Regions from separate parts of the Columba livia genome. Here region 2 is linked to region 1. A link is a contact called in public Hi-C data. All regions are on one chromosome and are shown on one strand. Each heading gives the region's core, a stretch centred on a gene start, on an enhancer-like site or on the middle of the called end of the contact. The rest is flanking DNA. Distances are from core to core; before and after follow the strand shown. Region 1 overlaps CEP68 (centrosomal protein 68). Region 2 holds the start of ACTR2 (actin related protein 2).

The links. Hi-C and Micro-C count contacts between places; a contact is called where the count stands out from the background.
Region 2: a Hi-C map of liver shows a contact between it and region 1, with 2.5 times the contacts expected there. The contact joins the promoter of ACTR2 here to the enhancer-like site in region 1. A contact is called at or near these places in 2 of 2 Hi-C or Micro-C datasets (crop and liver).

What each region holds. Positions count from the first base shown.
Region 1 is chr3:112,440,425-112,444,877 of bColLiv1.pat.W.v2, forward strand. It overlaps CEP68 (centrosomal protein 68), which reads left to right. Exons shown (of 8, transcript XM_065059812.1): 7 at 1,211-1,365; 8 at 2,434-2,922. The coding sequence ends at 2,484. RAB1A (RAB1A, member RAS oncogene family) reads right to left here. Exons shown (of 6, transcript XM_065059842.1): 6 at 3,924-4,453. Among named protein-coding and RNA genes, the nearest start is that of RAB1A, 16 kb to the right of the region's middle. Within about 2 kb of position 1,912, at least 1 of the 3 cell types and tissues checked has an H3K27ac peak away from gene starts, as active enhancers do.
Region 2 is chr3:112,485,667-112,490,119 of bColLiv1.pat.W.v2, forward strand. ACTR2 (actin related protein 2) reads left to right here and starts at 1,779. Exons shown (of 9, transcript XM_065059841.1): 1 at 1,779-1,950. The coding sequence starts at 1,903. It overlaps LOC110360829 (a long non-coding RNA gene), which reads right to left and starts at 2,743. Exons shown (of 9, transcript XR_010471902.1): 1 at 2,401-2,743; 2 at 402-560.

The DNA.
Region 1 (4,453 bases), core at 662-3,161:
CAGGAACATGTCCAGGTGGGTTTTGAATGTCTCCAGAGAAGGAGACTCCACAACCTCCCTGGGCAGCCTGTTCCAGTGCTCTGTCACCCTCACTGAGAAGAAGTTTTTTCTCAAATTTAAGTGGATCCTCTTGTGTTCCAGCTTGATCCCATTACCCCTTGTCCTATCATTGTTTGCCACCGAGAAGAGCCTGGCTCTGTCCTCATGGCACTCATCCTTTATATATCTGTAAACATTAATGAGGTCACCCCTCAGTCTCCTCTTCTCCAAACTAAAGAGCCCCAGCTCCCTCAGCCTTTCTTCATAAGGGAGGTGCTCCACTCCCTTAATCATCTTCGTTGCCCTACGCTGGACCCTCTCCAGCAGTTCCCTGTCCTTCTGGAACTGAGGGGCCCAGACCTGGACACGATATTCCAGATGTGGTCTCACCAGGGTGGAGTAGAGGGGAAGGAGGACCTCTCTCGATCTACTAACCACCCCCCTTCTAATACACCCCAGGATGCCATTGGCCTTCCTGGCCACAAGGGCACAGTGCTGGCTCATGGTCATCCTGTTGTCCACCAGGACCCCCAGGTTCCTTTCCCCTACACTGCTCTCTAACATGTAATTTCCCAACCTATACTGGAACCTGGGGTTGTTCCTGCCCAGATGCAGGACTCTACACTTTCCCTTGTTAAATTTCATTAGGTTATTCCCTGCCCAACTCTCCAGCCTGTCCAGGTCCCGCTGGATGGCAGCACAGCCTTCTGGCGTGTCAGCCACTCCCCCCAGCTTAGTGTCATCAGCAAACTTGCTGATAGTACACTCTATTCCCTCATCTAAATTGTTAATGAATATATTGAATAATATTGGCCCCAGTACTGACCCCTGAGGCACATGGGATCTCTAAAGGGCAGGTGGGGGTCTGCAGTCACCAAGGGGCGTTAGTGGTCGAGTGCTGCATTAGGGACGGGCTTTTACACAGTCCCAAAGGTTTCCTTTGGGAGCCTCTGTTTCTGTATCTTCAGTCTTCACCTGGCACCTCCTAGGTCACCTCCCACCCCCACAAACTCTGCATCACACCTTGTGCAGGATGAAGATCAGCCTATTGATTTCTAACACTTGGTTTCTTTCAAAAGTCTGCCCAGGCAAGTGGAACTCTCTCTTATTGCTCTTAAAGACGTTGTATTGGCACGTTACTACCACTTCCGCCACACGTTTTGTTTTCCAGCTCTGAAAGACACTCTGGGCCTGATCGCAAAACAGTCAGAAGAGCTGGAAACCCACGCGGAGCACCTGTACGAGTCCGCTCTGGCTGCCGCGGGTCCCGCGCAGGGCCAGGGCGCGATGGAGGGCGAGGGGGTGCAGCAGACGGCTGCTCAGTGGGTAAGTGTGGGGGGAGAGAAGGGGGCAAATCAGCCTTTTTGTGGCAGGGGAAGAGGGCGGAAGCATAGGAAGATAAACACCCAAATAGCAAACACTATACGTCAGGCTTTGTTATTGTTTCTTGTAATCTGATGTTTGCAAAGCCTGAAAGGAGAAGAGAGGGCGAGCCCAAAATCATCTTTAAATGTGTGAGCCGCGTGTTGGTGAAGCAGCTGGTGAAACCCAAGAGCAGCAGGGAGTCATGGCAGCTCCTGGGAGGAGCAGGCAGGTCACCGTCACTCAGGTGGAGGGGACATCAGCGGTGTGGCACAAACACTGCTCTGCCAACACCGCCTGGACGGCAGTGGGAAGATGAGAAAGGGGGATTGTTTTGGTTGGTTGGGTTGTTTTTTGGGTTTAGTTTTGTTTTCTCAAAGAAAAACAATTCTGCTTGCCACATTATACTGGGAAAAGGAAGGAGGTGAACTCAGGGGTAAAATCCGGGCTAGAAAACTTGTTTACTGATTTCTTTAACATCTTCCGTCAAATAAAAGTGCAGAGACGCGCGTGTCGCAGGAGTGCGGGCGTGGAGGGGGCTGTGGGGGCTGTGGGCGCTCACAGCAGCGCAAGTGGGGTCAGCTCTGTGCTGCCACATCCCTCAGCCCTTCACGCTGTGATTTGGAAGCACTATAAATCCGTGTCTGTACAAAACCATTATGTGTGTTAGCAAGGTGCAGGAAGGCTCTTAAAAGTTTCTGAGGGCCACAAGGTAGTTATTTAGGAAGAGCAGGATAACCTTGGCCCCCTTCCTCACCACCCTGTTAGCTCAGACTGTTGATTTCTCCATGACCCAGTCCCCCCACACCTTAAAATTTGGAGTTCAAAGGGGAAAAAATATGTCCAGTACTTACGACGTGAGTAACAATATCTTATGTTGTGCATTTTTTTTTTTAAATTGCTAAATATACACAGCTATATTCTTCCTACATACTCACAAGCATACGTGGAGGTGATTTAAGTATGGCAAGGGGGTTTTATTTGTTGGATTGCAGTCTGTGCACAGTGGCAAACTTCCGATGTTTATTTCAGGTGCTGCCTGTATCAGAGCTGGGCTTTGTAAGCCAGTCTCGGGATGGCTGAGAAGAACCACAGGAAAAACCAAACCACCACCGTCACCTCCAGCAGATGCCAAATACAAACCATGGCTGTTTGGAGTGAGCTGGCCTGGCTGGCTTCAGTGTGTGGTTTCACTTGAGAAAGGCGAGCTGTACAGCAGCTATTTGGCTGCTGGGGTGTCACACAGAATCACAGACTCGACTGGGTTGGAAAAGACCTCAGAGATCATCAAGTCCAACCCTTGGTCCAACTCCAGTCTAGTTAATAGTGCTGATTGCGCTGGGGAATTTTGCGAGTGAGGAATGAACAGCTGGCCTTTTTTAAATTTTGTTTTTTAATGTAGCTTTTTTATTGAAGTGACTTGTTCCATGTATTAGCAAAACGTCAAGAACACAGTTTTTTAATCGAGTAATCCACAGTGTGCCGTGCAACTCACTTCTAAGTAAAGCCGTGTGACTTTAATAGCCGTGTTCTCATGTTTTGCTTACGCTCTTCAAAAGTAGGTGCTAGAAGCCAAGAAGTGAGCAGCTCCTTCTGGGCCTTGGGAGAAAACAGCACTCTTGTTTATAATCACCATTCCCTGCTCAAGTGCGGCCTCTTTAACTTTCAGTTTTCTTATGCTTTACGACTCTTTATAAAATAACCAAGTACACTCAGGGAAGAACCAGGTTATGCATAAACTGCTGTTATATTTGCTGTGCTGCGCCCGTTTCTTTGCATGAAGATTGTGACTTTCCCGTCCTACAGCTAGTGCAGCTCCAAAACATGCAGTGATGGTTTCCAGCCCTTTTCTGCTACAGAAAAGGGCGTCTCTGAAGCAGCGTAACAAGGTAAGTGGCCAGAAATTTGCAGCCAGTTACAGACTATTGGTTCTCGGCTTTAATTAACCTTTAAACTGAATGATTATCGTCTTGTTCTGATGTAGAATGCAACATTTCCTCCTATTCTTGTGACCAGAACGAAGTGCAGTTTCCATACTGCACAAGGTGAAAGCATAAACTGAAGTGACAAATAATTCACTGGGCTTCGATACTCCCACCCTCCGCTTAAAGTGCAGTTATTTTTCTTGCCACGTTGCAGGTGACAATTTGTACCTCGGTGTGAGTTCAACAAAAAGGCTCAAGGAAATTGTTACACCAGTTTCACCAGCACCAGCTCCTGTAGCTACAGGCGCTCAGGGTGATGCTTAAAGCCTATAGGAGGACAGGTGGGAGTTGGGTGCAAGGAGACGCTACTGCTCCCTGTTTGCTACCCCTGGCAAGTCTTCAGCCTGACCCATTACATCAAAGGCATTTAGTGTTTCAGCTCACAGGTGAAACTACAGTGCCCTTGTGCAGGATTTCTAGACCTGCTCTACCCTCTTGCACTCACCTCAGCCAGACAACCACAGGCTCCGGCATTTAACAGCACAGGAATGACTTAGAAAAGAGAAAATAACCACCAAACAACTGGTGTAGCCCAAGTTGGTTTTGCAATGCTTTTATTACTGTATATATTAACATTGTTTTGGATAGTATGCAGCAGGCATCTTGACATTTAAGTTCATTTGTGCACTTCTCTGACGGGAAGATGTTTTACCCTCAACACACCTCCTTCTGGTTCCTGATCTCAGCAGCACTCACTACTCCTACTGCTCCCGCTCTCCAGGAGGAGCAAGTCACATTAGATAATGAATTATACCAACAAGCACATCTCTAATAGAAAGCACATCACTTTATTGTGAAGGTCTCAAGTGGAAGAGTTCAACTTAACCATGACAATACTTTAGGTATTACAATTGCCTGTTGATTGATGCAACTATGTTGAAGAAAGCTGTTAGCCAAAGTCATCCCCCCACCCCCCAAAAAAAAAGAGGATATTTGCACCAATTTTAGTTTATACCTCACAACATACCTAGGCTATATTTTTACTATCACAGGGTGTATTACTACTAGGGGAATGTTACATGGTCTTTCAAACATGAGACTATTTACAGAATAGGCTGAACATTTGA
Region 2 (4,453 bases), core at 529-3,028, 45 kb after region 1:
ATTCTGTCTGTCAAATCAACAGAAGATTTGAACCCAACATCAAACATTTCTCATTCAGAGATTGCAGATGCTTTAGTATGATATGGCATGGCATCACTTCCAGTTTACTGAAACTAAGACATAGGCAGGTTAAGTGATGTGTCGAGAATTAGAGCAGAACAGCAAACGGGGCATAGTTCCCCTGTCTGAGCCCTTGATGCTGTGTTCAACAAGCTGTGTGGTTTCAGATACATAGTTTAACTATTTTTTCTGGTCAAAACCCAAGCTTTTAAGGCAATTGCTTTATGCATATGGCATCAAACAGCAATGTATTTACTTGTATAAATATCAAGATGTCATGCCCTGAAAAATATATTAAAATATGAATGATAAACATGTCGGTATTAGAAAGCAATTCATACCCAGGTAAAGCTGCTACGGTTCCAGAGTGTCCTTCCATTAGAGCTGGCTGGCACTGGATTAGTCCACGTTTGTTTCCATAGCCTCTTCACCCTCCTAGGCAATACTCTGTCTTCTCCTCATTCTCAATATCTGGTTATGATTTAAGGTTTTTTTTTTTTCTTTAAAAAAAAAAAGGTCAAATATTATGGCCTATATTCTGGTTTTTAAAAATTTCTGATTCTTCCCACTAATCTGTAAAGTTCAAGTTGGAAAAAAAAAATCACAACCGCCATTATTTACATAACTCATATAACTATTAAAGCCCCCTTGCGTTTATATTGTTTCTGCTATGCCTAATTGTAACAGGCTGTTGTTCATAGCAGACTCATGATGTAGCTCGTGGCACAGGAGTAAAAGGTGGGGGTTTGTTCCTGAATTCTCAAGCTTCATGGAAGTCAGTGGAACTTTGAGGAACACGAGTCAAAAATCGTGGACCACCAGAGGCAAACCAGGAGATTGTATTTATTCTTTCCTTTATTTGGAGTCCATTGGAAAAAATGCGAACCATGTGCCGAGCAGACCTGGGCAAAACCTCTTGGGGAGTGTAAAAGCTCTTCTAGGATGACGAGCTATAAAATAACACAATATTAACAGAACCACAGAATGGTTGTGGTTGAAGGGACCTCTGGAGATGATCCAGTCCAACCCACCTGCTAAAGCAGGTTCACCAGAGCAGATCACACAGGAATGTGTCCAGCTGGGTTTGAATGTCTCCAGAGAAGGAGACTCCACAGCCTCTCCGGGCAGCCTGTTCCAGGGCTCTGGCACCTCAAAGTGAAGAAGTTTCTCCTCATGTTTAGAAGGAACCCCCTGTGCTTCAGTCCGTGCCCATTGCCCCTCATCCTGTCACTGGGCACCACTGAAAAGAGTCTGGTCCATCCTCTTGACACCCACCCTTGAGATATTTATAAACATTTATAAGATCCCCTCTCAGCGTTCTATTAATGGCAAATAGCTCCTTAAAGGGTGCCTAATTTTGCCCTGTGCCAGGAGAGCCGGCAGGTGAACCAGGTGTGCGGGGGGCGGGCGGGCAGCCCCTCACCCCGGGGCTGCGGCCTGCTGTCCTCGGGAGGCGGGGACGCCTCTCCCGCCCGGATCCGTGCCACGGCTGCCCCGGGCGCCCCGTGCACGCGCTCCTGCGCCGCTGTCTGTCCGTCCGTCGAAAGGCGAAAAGAAAGAATGAATGGTTTTCGGGCCGCTTTCCTGCCCGGGAGTGCCCCGGCCTGTGAAGCCTGCGCGGCCGCGGGGCCGCCGCCATGGCAACGGGGCGAGACCAGGCGGAGCGGGAAGGGGGGGGGTGTCGCCGCGCTGATTGGGCGGTGGCGGGCTCTGACGGCTTCCGGCGTGCGCGCGCGGCGGGCGGCAGGGCGGGCGCGCGGGCGGGGGGGCCCGGCGGAGGCTGAGGGCGGCGGGAGCGGCCGGGTCGGTGTCGGTGTCGGTGCGGGCGGCGGCGGCGCAGGGATGGACACGCTGGGCAGGAAGGTGGTGGTGTGCGACAACGGCACCGGGGTGAGTTGCTCCGGCCCCGGGACCCGCCCTGCAGCCGGGGCTGGGGAGGGGGGGGAAGGGGAAGCAGGGCGACACCCCCCCAGCCCGGCCCGGCTTCCTGCCGGCACGCCCGCGGGCCGCGCCCGGCCTGCGCCGCCGCCACCGGGCCCGGCCGCCTGCCACTCGGTGCCCAGGCGCTGCCCGGGGCCGCCGAGCACCGCGCCCGCCCTCCCGCGGCCCCGGCTGCGCGGTGCGAGGGGCCGGTGCGGGCCTGCGGAATGAATGGGCGGCAGGAGCTCGGCGCCGAGAAACGGCGATCCCGGCGCTCTGCCGGTTGTTGGGTTGTCGCTGAACCGGCTGAGCAGCGCCTGCCGTGCGGGGGTTTTGGGTGCTGTGTCTGGTGCGCAGATGATGTGCTGTGCCCCCCCGCGCGCCCCCTCCCCTGCCCCCCCCGGCATTTTGCTGTCTTACCGTGAATATCTTGTTTCTCTCCATGTCTGGAGCCAACCTCTCTGTAGCAACGGGCGCTTAACAAAAAATCCCGTTTTTAAAAAAATTCTGAATGAGCCCATTATACACTGAGCAACCAGAGATGTGTCCTATGCATTCAGGATTATTAGCTTTAGGGAAACGATGCGGCGTTTTTTGCTGGTCAAAATGGAGCAGCATCCTTTCCTCCGTACCTTCCCGATCTGCAATTTACTCAAAATTGGCATTTTTTAAATCATGGGACCCCCCCAAAGGTTTTCTCCTCGTCCTTGCACCTTTTCCGCTCTCTGTGACCGTGTCAGCACCCACTAGAAATTCATCCTTTTGTCGGTGTACGCGGGCTGTGAGGCGCCTCAACAGGAAGTGGAGAAGATACCATTTTAAAGCAAAAAGATAAGATGCTTTAGGTGGATATTTCCCCTTGGTAATTTTATTTAGCAATCCAGGGTTTCCCCCAGTAAAAAATATGCAAAGAGTTAACAAAGCTGACAGCATGTAAAGATCTCTTGAATAGCAAAAAAAATAGGGAAGTGATGTTTTTTAATATAAACACATGGAATAAAGATTTTATGGGTTTTTTTTAAAGCCCAAGAGGGAATAGTTGAAACAAAGGCCGTTTTCTTAGACATTCAGCATCCTCAGTTAGGGGGGTTTGCAATTAGCATTTGGAATGATTAGAATGGTTCAGGAAGAACGTCGCATTTGACAGTTCTGCCATTTGACAGTTGTGATGTCTTCTCATTTTTCCTCCTAAAGCAAAAATCTTTAATAGGGCTGGGGTTGGATCTGGAGCCTTTGAGTGCTTTTTACACTCATTTAGAAAAAGGAAAGGAAAAAAGAAGGCATTTACAATTTTCTTCTTACAAAGGGACATGTAAGCTTTTTTGTGTGGGTGGTGGTGTTTTGTTTGTTTAAATTATTATTTAATACTTTTACTGTCAGGCCCATATAAAAAAAACCAAACCAAACATTTAAAGCTTCATCCCTTAGCATGATCCTTTACATAGCAATACATCATTGGGTTGTAAAATGTTTAGTATACGGGTAATGTCAGCAGTGTGGGCCATGGGGTTGAAGCCATTATTTTTACCCAGTTTCCCAAGCTGGGTTTGCAACACAGATTTTGTACAGTGTAACATATCTCTTTGTGCTTTTGAATCAAGAGACATCTTGGAATTATACTTCTTTTTTTTCCCCCTCTGTGAGTTGTACCAGCATGATATAAATAACTACAACAGTGGACTTGTATCACTTCAGCAGATTTGGGTTGTGTTCAGTCTCTAAGCAGAACAACACATGTATGGAAGTACCCTGGCCGCAGAGTTCGTTATGTTGAGGGGAGTAAAGTATCAAGAAATAATCGTTAAGTCAGTAAGCTTGGAATATTTAGGTTGACTTGGGATAAATAAAGTGGAAGAAAATTCCATCCAATACATATTTCGAGCCTCAACTGTGTATTGAGATTATCAACTAGTCCTATATTGTTAAACCAGTATTTTTCAAATATTTTTTCAGTATGACGGATAAAAGATGCTTTATGTCAAAATGATTTCTGATACACTGTGATATGTCATACTTAAAACCATGATTGAAGTTAAATCTTTTGCCAGGTGCCAGAAATATTACATGAAAATGGAGAATATCTTTAGAAAGATGAGGTGCAATTTTAATTTTAGACTTGTCTTTGAAAATTACTGTTCTTATTATGCTGCAGCAGGACGTCTAATGTCTCTGGCTGCAAGCGATCTTTGAGGAAGAGGTGACGAGGAGGAAGTTCTTGCGACACGGAGTGTGGCAGAGGCAGGCGATGGCACCTCAGAGGTCTAGAGCATTAGAGGTGGATATTCTTATTGGTATAGGACGATCGTAAGTGGCTCTGTGGCCCGTCAAATTGCTCTAATTGTGTTTAGGGTGTTTGAGAGTTGCATCAACAGAAAGAATCAAGCACAGAGACCTGATAAGGATATTAGTATTCATTTTAATACTTGTCATGTGACCACTTTGTGAGCTTCCTCATTCTTTTTGTTTGAAAGAG